Linked DNA regions of Rattus norvegicus: region 1 is linked to region 2. A link is a contact called in public Hi-C data. All regions are on one chromosome and are shown on one strand. Each heading gives the region's core, a stretch centred on a gene start, on an enhancer-like site or on the middle of the called end of the contact. The rest is flanking DNA. Distances are from core to core; before and after follow the strand shown. Region 1 has its middle 39 kb from the start of Med4. Region 2 holds the start of Itm2b (integral membrane protein 2B).

Region 1 (3,677 bases), core at 227-2,726, 88 kb after region 2:
AATTTTAACATCATCTGGCAAAATTGTAGAGTAAACCCAGAAAGGCAAGCTTAGAAGGACAATGACTTTCCAGCTCTTTTTGAAATTATTATAATTAGGGTTCTTTTGTTTGTTTGTTTGTTTTCTTTTAATTTGGGCTGTTGTGTTTTTGAGACAGGATCTCACTAAGTAGCCCAGGTAGGCTCCAATCTAAGGTTCTTCATCCTTAGCCTCCTGAGGGCTGGAATGACACTAGATAGTGTTGTTAACAGTTTTGCTTCCAGAGGACCCAAGTTCAATTCCTAGAACCCACAGTGTGCCACACAACTGTCTATAACGCCAGTTCCAGGGAACCCAAACACACATACTGCACAGACATATATGTAAGCAAAGTACCCATGCTCATAAAGTTAAAAATAAATAAATAAAATGTAGTATAAGTGGATTTAAAACAACAATAACCCCCACCCCCAATATCTGGTCCTAAGGAGATGCTGAGTGGGTAGAAATGTTCACTATGCAAGCCTGGGGACCCAAGTTCAAATCCCCAGCACCCATGTTAAAGGTCAGACAGGTAGTAGGAGCAATTGAAATTCCAGTGTTCCAACAGGAAAATGGGAGGTAGAAGCAGAGGAGTCCCTGGAAGGTGGAGAGTTCCTGTCTCAAACAAGGTGAAAGGTGAATACACACTGACCCAGGAGGAAGTTGTCTTCTGACCGCCGATGTGTGCACCGTGGTACTCTCCTACCTACACTCATTCAGATGCCAGGGCTGCGGTGCGGGCCTATAATTCCAGAGACTCAGGAGACCCAGGCAGGAACGGCAGAGTCTTGTGTGACTTAGCGAGACAGTTTCAACGTTAAAAAATATTAAAAAGATGTAACTTAGGGTCGAGTGTTTGCCTGGTATACACAGAGCCCCTGGTTTACTCTGCAATAAATAAATAAATATAAACAAATACATTTTTAAAAAGAAAGAGAGAAAGAAAGAAAGAAAGAGAGAGAGAAAGAAAAAACTACTCATTGACTTGAAGTCTGCATTTGTTGGGCAAGTGACCTAATATCCCAAATTTTTCAACTTCACTGCTTTCTCCTGGAACAAAGTCTCCTTTTTTCAAGAGAAAGCATTTGGCCAATTCAAGCCAGCTCCCTAGGGAATCTCCCCAGGGCACCTTCCAGGGCTTGGCTTTCTAAACTTGGTATATTAATGGGCTGGGACTGTCTCCCTGGCTGACTCTAGAAGCTGTCCGAATCTCACTGGTAACTTCTAGACTTTTCTGGTTTCTCCTGAGGCACCAACCCTTTTCAGTTGTAAATCACTTTCCATCAGAATTCAAGCAGACAGCTTCCCTGGTTCTGGAATCCCTTCTGTTCTTTCTCTCTGACCTGCTAAGTTCTCAGTCGATTGAAACCCTTGTCCCCCTGGAGATGGTCAGAAATAGCAGGCTACCCAGCCCAACTTCTTCAATGGTCTCATAGCTAGCTAGCCACACCGACCAACTTCTTCAGAGATCATCCTCTTGATTTAATCAGCAGGGCGGGGGTGGGAGGTGGGATCTGTTTCCCACAGTTTGTGTAGGTTGGCTTGCTGCCAGTGTGTTTCAACCAAAAGAAAACAACACTCTAAAATAGAAGGGCAAGAAGAAAACTGGATATAATGAGAGCCTGTCTTGCTGAGGTCTGGTCTGGGCTTTTTAACTAGGACTGATTCGAGGCTAGTCTTGGTTACACAGACTTGCCTGCAAGTCAGGAGAGGGGAGAATACCCTCTGGTGGTAAAAATCTATGTCTGCACCGAGTCTCCTAAATTCCCTTTGTAGGCAAGTTCCCTACCTGAACGTGGACTTGGCTATGCATGCCTACCTTTGGACACAGACATCTACACACAGCGAAGCTGACTCAGTCATACCCTTGAATGACACAGAGAGGCACAGCACTAGAAGGCCCACTCCTGCATGAAGGCCTCTTTTGTCCTGGGTTCTTGTGTAATGCATTATGCAGATTCAGATTCTGAAATTTATCATATTGTTTCATTATGGGAAAAGATCTTTATCATGTGTCTGCGTGCCCTTCGTTAATGATGAGTTTTGTCTATGGCTATGCTGTGTGTTTCAGGCCCATTTTGTTTTTCAAAAGGATTAGGAGTTTTTGTTTCCTTTTTTTTTTTTAATTCCATTTTAGTTATTAGTGTGTGTGCTCATGTGTGTACGCATGGGTGCATGCAAGAATGTGTGTGCGCTCGCATGTGAGCCCGTGTAAGCATGTGGGTGTGAGGGGTGTCTCTCCTTCTACCATGCAGGTCCAGGGGCTCAAATTCGGCTTGTCAGACTTGCCGACAAGCACCTTTATCCACTGAGCATCTCCCCGTCCTGATGTGAGATTTGTTTGATGTTCCTGGTATGGTTCCCTTCTGCTTTGTGCTTTAACATTCAGATGGCGTCCGTAGCCAGGCTCTTCAGTCTCCCCGTCAGTGTTGCTCTGCAGCTCTCAGGCTGATCAGTTGCACGGAACATGATCAAAACAGATGCTCAGGCTGTGCGCTGAGGCTGAGGGGCAGGATGCAGCGTTCCCTGGAAGTCAGGGTTCCTGTGGGTGCTCAGCACGTGCCTTCCTGAGGTTGCGCCTTTGGCTTTTCCTTTTGGGAATAATGCCAGAAAGGTCACTGTTTCCACTTTGGAATATTCCTTTTCATCCTTGCTTTGTGAGAACTCTGCTAAAAGCCGTTTCCCTTGACCGTTTGTTCTAAGCCAGAGACAGCCTCTGAAGTTGGGAGAGTTTAATCAAGCCAGGGCCCCTGCTTGACACCTGGGATGATTGGCTGCCCTTGGCACTTGTCATTAAAAAGTCAAATATCCTTAGCCAGATGGAGGCCTTGGGCCGTTCCCTTAACAGGGATTTGCTCCTTGCAGGGATGCTCAACGGCCACCTTGCAGGGTGAACAGCCTTCCTGGCTTGTCAGATGTTACGGTCAGATATTTCATTGTTAAGGGCAGGACCTGAAGCAAAGCAGGTGATTTCTTCACAGCAGTGTGGGTTTCGGACCACACAAACCAGTCCTCTCATTCTCCTTGGTTAGTTATTCTTCTTTTCCTTCTATCTGCCAAGTGCCATTCCTGATGTTTCACAGTGAAATCTACGATCCTCAAAAAAATTAATTACACTTTATGACAGTTTTCTCAGCTTGTGGGTTGGACCCCTTTGGGGGTTAGAATGACCCTTTCACAAGGTTACCTAAGACTGTCAGCAAACACATATCTACATTCTGATTCATAACAGTAGCAAAATTACTGTTACGAAGTAGCAACGGAAATAAGTTTATGGTTGGGGGCTAACCTCTTTTGAAAAGTGTTAGCCATGGAAACCTTCTCACGCAAGCTTAAAAATGATGCAGACATTAATTGAGACAGGCAGGCCTCTACTGCTCTACCATAACTCAGCCTTGTTGTACGCATATGCTATGCAAGGCTGGGAGGGAGGAGCTGCTGGGAAGACAGATGTTCCCAGCCCAATTACCAGTGTGTGGGTGTAAGAGACCAAAGAACAAAGGAGGGCGGTGGGCGGGGACAACTGGGAGAGGCTTAACTCAGGAAGTGGGTGTGGAGATAGCAGAAGAATCAAAAATGAAAGCCTGAGAATCGCCCTTCCAAGCTGAGGCTCCAGGATGCCTGTGTGGAAGTTGCGTGAACTGCTATCCTCAAAA
Region 2 (3,975 bases), core at 277-2,776:
AATTTTCACCTGTGAATGCTAAATACTTTTTCAGGACCACCAGTGTTTGTACAGTGTTTGTTCAGGAAAACAATACTAAAACCAGAACCTTTAATTCTTTTAGGAGATCAGTTCACTCTTCTTATCTCAAGGGAAGACAGTCATTTAAAAATCAACCTGATGTTTGCTTTTAGCTGGAACATTTCCAGAAAACATGTACAAACAGCCCAGATTGCTATTATAGTCTCAAAAAATGTATAAAGCAATAGTGGCCTGTTTCTTAACAGTAATTTTAAGTAGATCATTAAAAAAAAATTAAAAAAAAGCTAAAACACCCCTTACTACTTGTACCATGGACACAAACGACTGATTTTAAGTCAAAACTAAAATTACCCAAGTGACAATAGGTATTAAGAAGTGTTCGTGAAAAAATGAAGCAGCACCCTCTGTTAATATCTATAGGTATCAAATGTCAACAGCCTAAAGACGAGGCAGAAGGAAAACTTAGGAAACAATTTTATTTATATTTAAAAGAATATTACTGTAAGTCACTTTTAAAAACTGAATCCAGTAACAGCTTCACTCAGTGTTAACGGGGAATGTGGTAAAATGAGGGTGAATTTTGTGGGAATGGGAGCAAATTCCTACGTTCAGGTTCCAGTTTCACTTAATCCAGAAGTCCCCACAAAGAAGCTGGTAACATTTAAAAGTCAACTGTTAGGTTACAAGGGAACAGCCACAATAGCAATTACTTTCACCTGGAATATCTGTTACAATAATAAAATCACCAGCCAGAAACTACTCCCAGTATACTGTTGTCTTCTTTCTCCAGACCCCAAGGTGTTCACCTGCCAACACCGAAGGCCTTTTGTAGGCAAGGGAGTTTGTAAAAAAAAGGGGCTTTTAAAAAAATTAAGATGCTTACAGTTGCTGGACTTAGTCCAAGTGCTGTTCAGCCTAGAAACGAAAGTAGGAAACAACAGAGGTTTAGGCTTGTTATGATGTCAGCCATTTTAGGCACAGTATTTATACTGGAAGAAAAGTGCCAAACTCGGTAGTGGCAGTGCCTGTCGCTGCAGGTTCCCAGGCGACCGAGCCAAGTGCAAAGCCGCGGGAGCTCGTACACCTGTGCAACTGTCCCCTCGGGGGTCGCCAGGGCCAGGACCCCGCCCCGCCCGCTGCACACACACACCACGGTACCCAGGAGCGGAGGACCGTCCGGGCACCCATCCCCGCCGCGGGGACCCCGCCCACGACCCGAGCCAGGACCTTGCAATCCACCGCCACGGCATCCGGAGGGGCGATGAGCGCCTCCTCGCTGCTCTTGGGCTCGTCCTTCTTGGCCTCCTTTTGGGCCAGCGCCGAGTTGAACGTCACCTTCACCATGGTGCGGCCTGGGGCGCCCTAGGCGGCGGCGGCGGCGGCGGCGGCGAAGGCTGGGGTCGCGGGTGGCAGGATCCCGGCTGCGGGTGCAGCCTCGTCGGCCGAGCTCAGGGCACGACTCTGCAGCGGAGGAGCGAACTGCGCGACAGCAGCAGCGGCTCAGTGCAGCGCGGTTTCCGGCCTCGCAGCTGGGGCGCGGGCGCGGGGCGGGGCCCGGAGGGGCGTGTTCTGTGGGCGGGGCCTTGCGCGGGGCGGGGCCTGGCTCAACGCCAGACCCTCTCTAATTCCCCCCACCCTGCTCATACACAGTGGGAATCTAGCCAGGCTTTGTGGAGGGCGCGCCTGGCTGAGCTGGGACTTGTTGCCCCTCTGGGCTGCCTGGATTTTCCGGTTTTGAGTTTGCTTCCAACTAGTTCTCCTCTGGGGCCCAGTGTTGCAGGTTGATAAGAAAATGAGGTGAACTCTGTCGGTTGGCTACACAGGATAAGTTAACTTCTGATAGCTCCAAATTCTCTTTAATTGGGAGCCCAAAGGCCGTGGAATCTTTGTGTGAGAAAAACAAACAAACATACCCAAAAGCTCTGTTTAATCATTTATTAGCAAGCGACTCAATAGAGCATTGGAATTTTTGAAGCGTTGTGTCCTGGTGATCTGACTTATCTCCCACAGACCTCACCCTAAGGTGTTGCCTGGTTGACTAAGCTGGTCTTTTCTTCCTCCCTCAGAGGTCAGTGCCTGCCTGGCCTAGTCTCAATCCAATGACCAGGAACCCTCTTCATCCATTTGTATCCCTAAAATCCTACACTGGTAAAACAGAATGTACCAGCTGAGTTCATTTGTAAAAACAAGCCAAAAAAACCATATGTGCCCTAGACCAATCTGTGATTTGTGACAATGTACTTAGGACAAGTTCTTATTTTTCTTCAAATTAAAAAATGCTCCTTTTTTGAAGAGGTTTTGCTTCTGACTGACAGAAGACACTGGCCCACACACTCTTACTGGGCTTACAGCCATGTCCGAAGATGGCCATGTCCTTTGGTCGAATGATGGATCCTGTAGTCTTCTCCACATCTTCTCCTTGTTCACCTACAGTAGTGTCTATTGGCCAGAAGATTCCTGCTGTGTCAGCTCTGGCTTAGGCCAACCTTGAAGAAGTTGAGCCCCTGGATTTTTGAGGGTTTTTGAGCCCCTGGCTTTGTTGAAGGAGGGAACTATTTTAAATTCTCCATGGAATTCTGGATCACAGATCCCTGAGAAATCGTTCTTGAGAATAACCTAGGCTGAGAAAGAAATCCAGTCTAGATCTTCAGTTTTCTTTAGTATTTTGAGATTCTAATCAAAATTAAGCCTGGGAAGAGGTGCGTTCCAGTTCCGACCATTTTTGTAGTAACCGTCTGTATGACCTGCCGAGGCTTATTTAGATTCCTTCAACCGGAGTCACTTGTCCATACAGCAATCCTGCGGTGTTCACCAGCCAACCGGCTTTTGATGAATGGTATGTATCTGGGCACGATGTTGAATACCTTTAATTCCAGCACTGTAAAAGCAGAGGCAGGCAGATCTCTGTGAGTTTGAGGTCAACCTGGTCTACATAGCAACTTTGAGGCCAACCTGGTCTACATATCGACTTGGAGGTCAACCAAGGGTGCATAGTAAGACCCTGTCTCAAAGCAAAACAACAAAAATTTTTTAAATGGAGATTTCCCAAAATGTTATAATTGAAGACCACAGGTTTCTGGAAGCGAAACCGGTAAGACAAAATGAAGAGTTGCTTGGAATATCTTAATCTTTATTTCTTTTTTATTTTTAAAGTTTTTGTATGCCTATGGATTTTTTTTTGCCTACCTGTGTTGTGTACCTGTGCCTAAGGAAGTCAGAAAAATGAGTCAAATCCTCCAGAACTCGAATTACAAATGGTTGGGAGCTGTCAGGTGGTTGCTGAGAACCAAACCTAGGTCTTCTGGAAGAACAACAAACGCTTTTAACCACTGAGCTGTCTCTCCAGTCCCATATCTTTATTTTTGATTTTGGAATTTAGTAGGACTCCATCCCATGAAAGAGAAGGTGAGGGGGTGGATGGTTTATAAGTAGGTGGGGGGAGTAAGCTGAAGAAAGCAGATACGAGAAACAAAAATCAGATTGTCGTTTTAGAATCACATTGGAAGCTAAGGCAAGGAAGCAGAACAGTAGAACCATAGCTCCCTGGTTAATGCTAGGCCACACAGTGTCAGATAAACGACTACTGACAATAGAGTCGTTGGCTGAGTCGGTCAGTCCTGAAAGAGGTAATTCCTATTACAAATGAGTTTTATTAGGCACCAAATAGTACAGTGTATTAAAAACAAAACAAAACAAAAATAGGCTCTTACAGGAAAGAAAACTTCCCCTTAAAACCTTGAGAGACACTTCCTTAATGGTGAGAGTGAAAAATAGGAGAAGGTTGAGCTGCTTTGAGAGGGATGGCAGGGAGCTGCCAGAGGAGCCTCTGAGGAGGCTTTTAAGACATCTCAGAGCAAAGGAAATATCAGACTCTTCTAAGTTTGAGGGGGTCTGGTGAGAAGTTTCACACTCTGTGATTTAGCTCAACATAATACACAACAAAGATCATGGAGG

What was found. A called contact is a pair of places that touch in the nucleus more often than the background predicts.
Region 1: a contact with region 2 is called in a Hi-C map of Schwann cells, with 2.6 times the contacts expected there. The contact joins the enhancer-like site here to the promoter of Itm2b in region 2. A contact is called at or near these places in 9 of 12 Hi-C or Micro-C datasets (the A7r5 cell line, the Rat2 cell line, Schwann cells and 5 more) and 1 of 1 datasets of contacts at active chromatin or transcription factors (oligodendrocytes).

The regions. Positions count from the first base shown.
Region 1 is chr15:55,064,840-55,068,516 of GRCr8, forward strand. It overlaps the pseudogene Tyw5-ps1. Among named protein-coding and RNA genes, the nearest start is that of Med4, 39 kb to the right of the region's middle. Within about 2 kb of position 1,477, at least 40 of the 93 cell types and tissues checked have an H3K27ac peak or open chromatin away from gene starts, as enhancers often do. A contact at or near this core is called in Schwann cells, where this site is marked.
Region 2 is chr15:54,976,929-54,980,903 of GRCr8, forward strand. Itm2b (integral membrane protein 2B) reads right to left here and starts at 1,527. Exons shown (of 6, transcript NM_001006963.1): 1 at 1,249-1,527. The coding sequence starts at 1,365. It also overlaps the pseudogene Tyw5-ps1.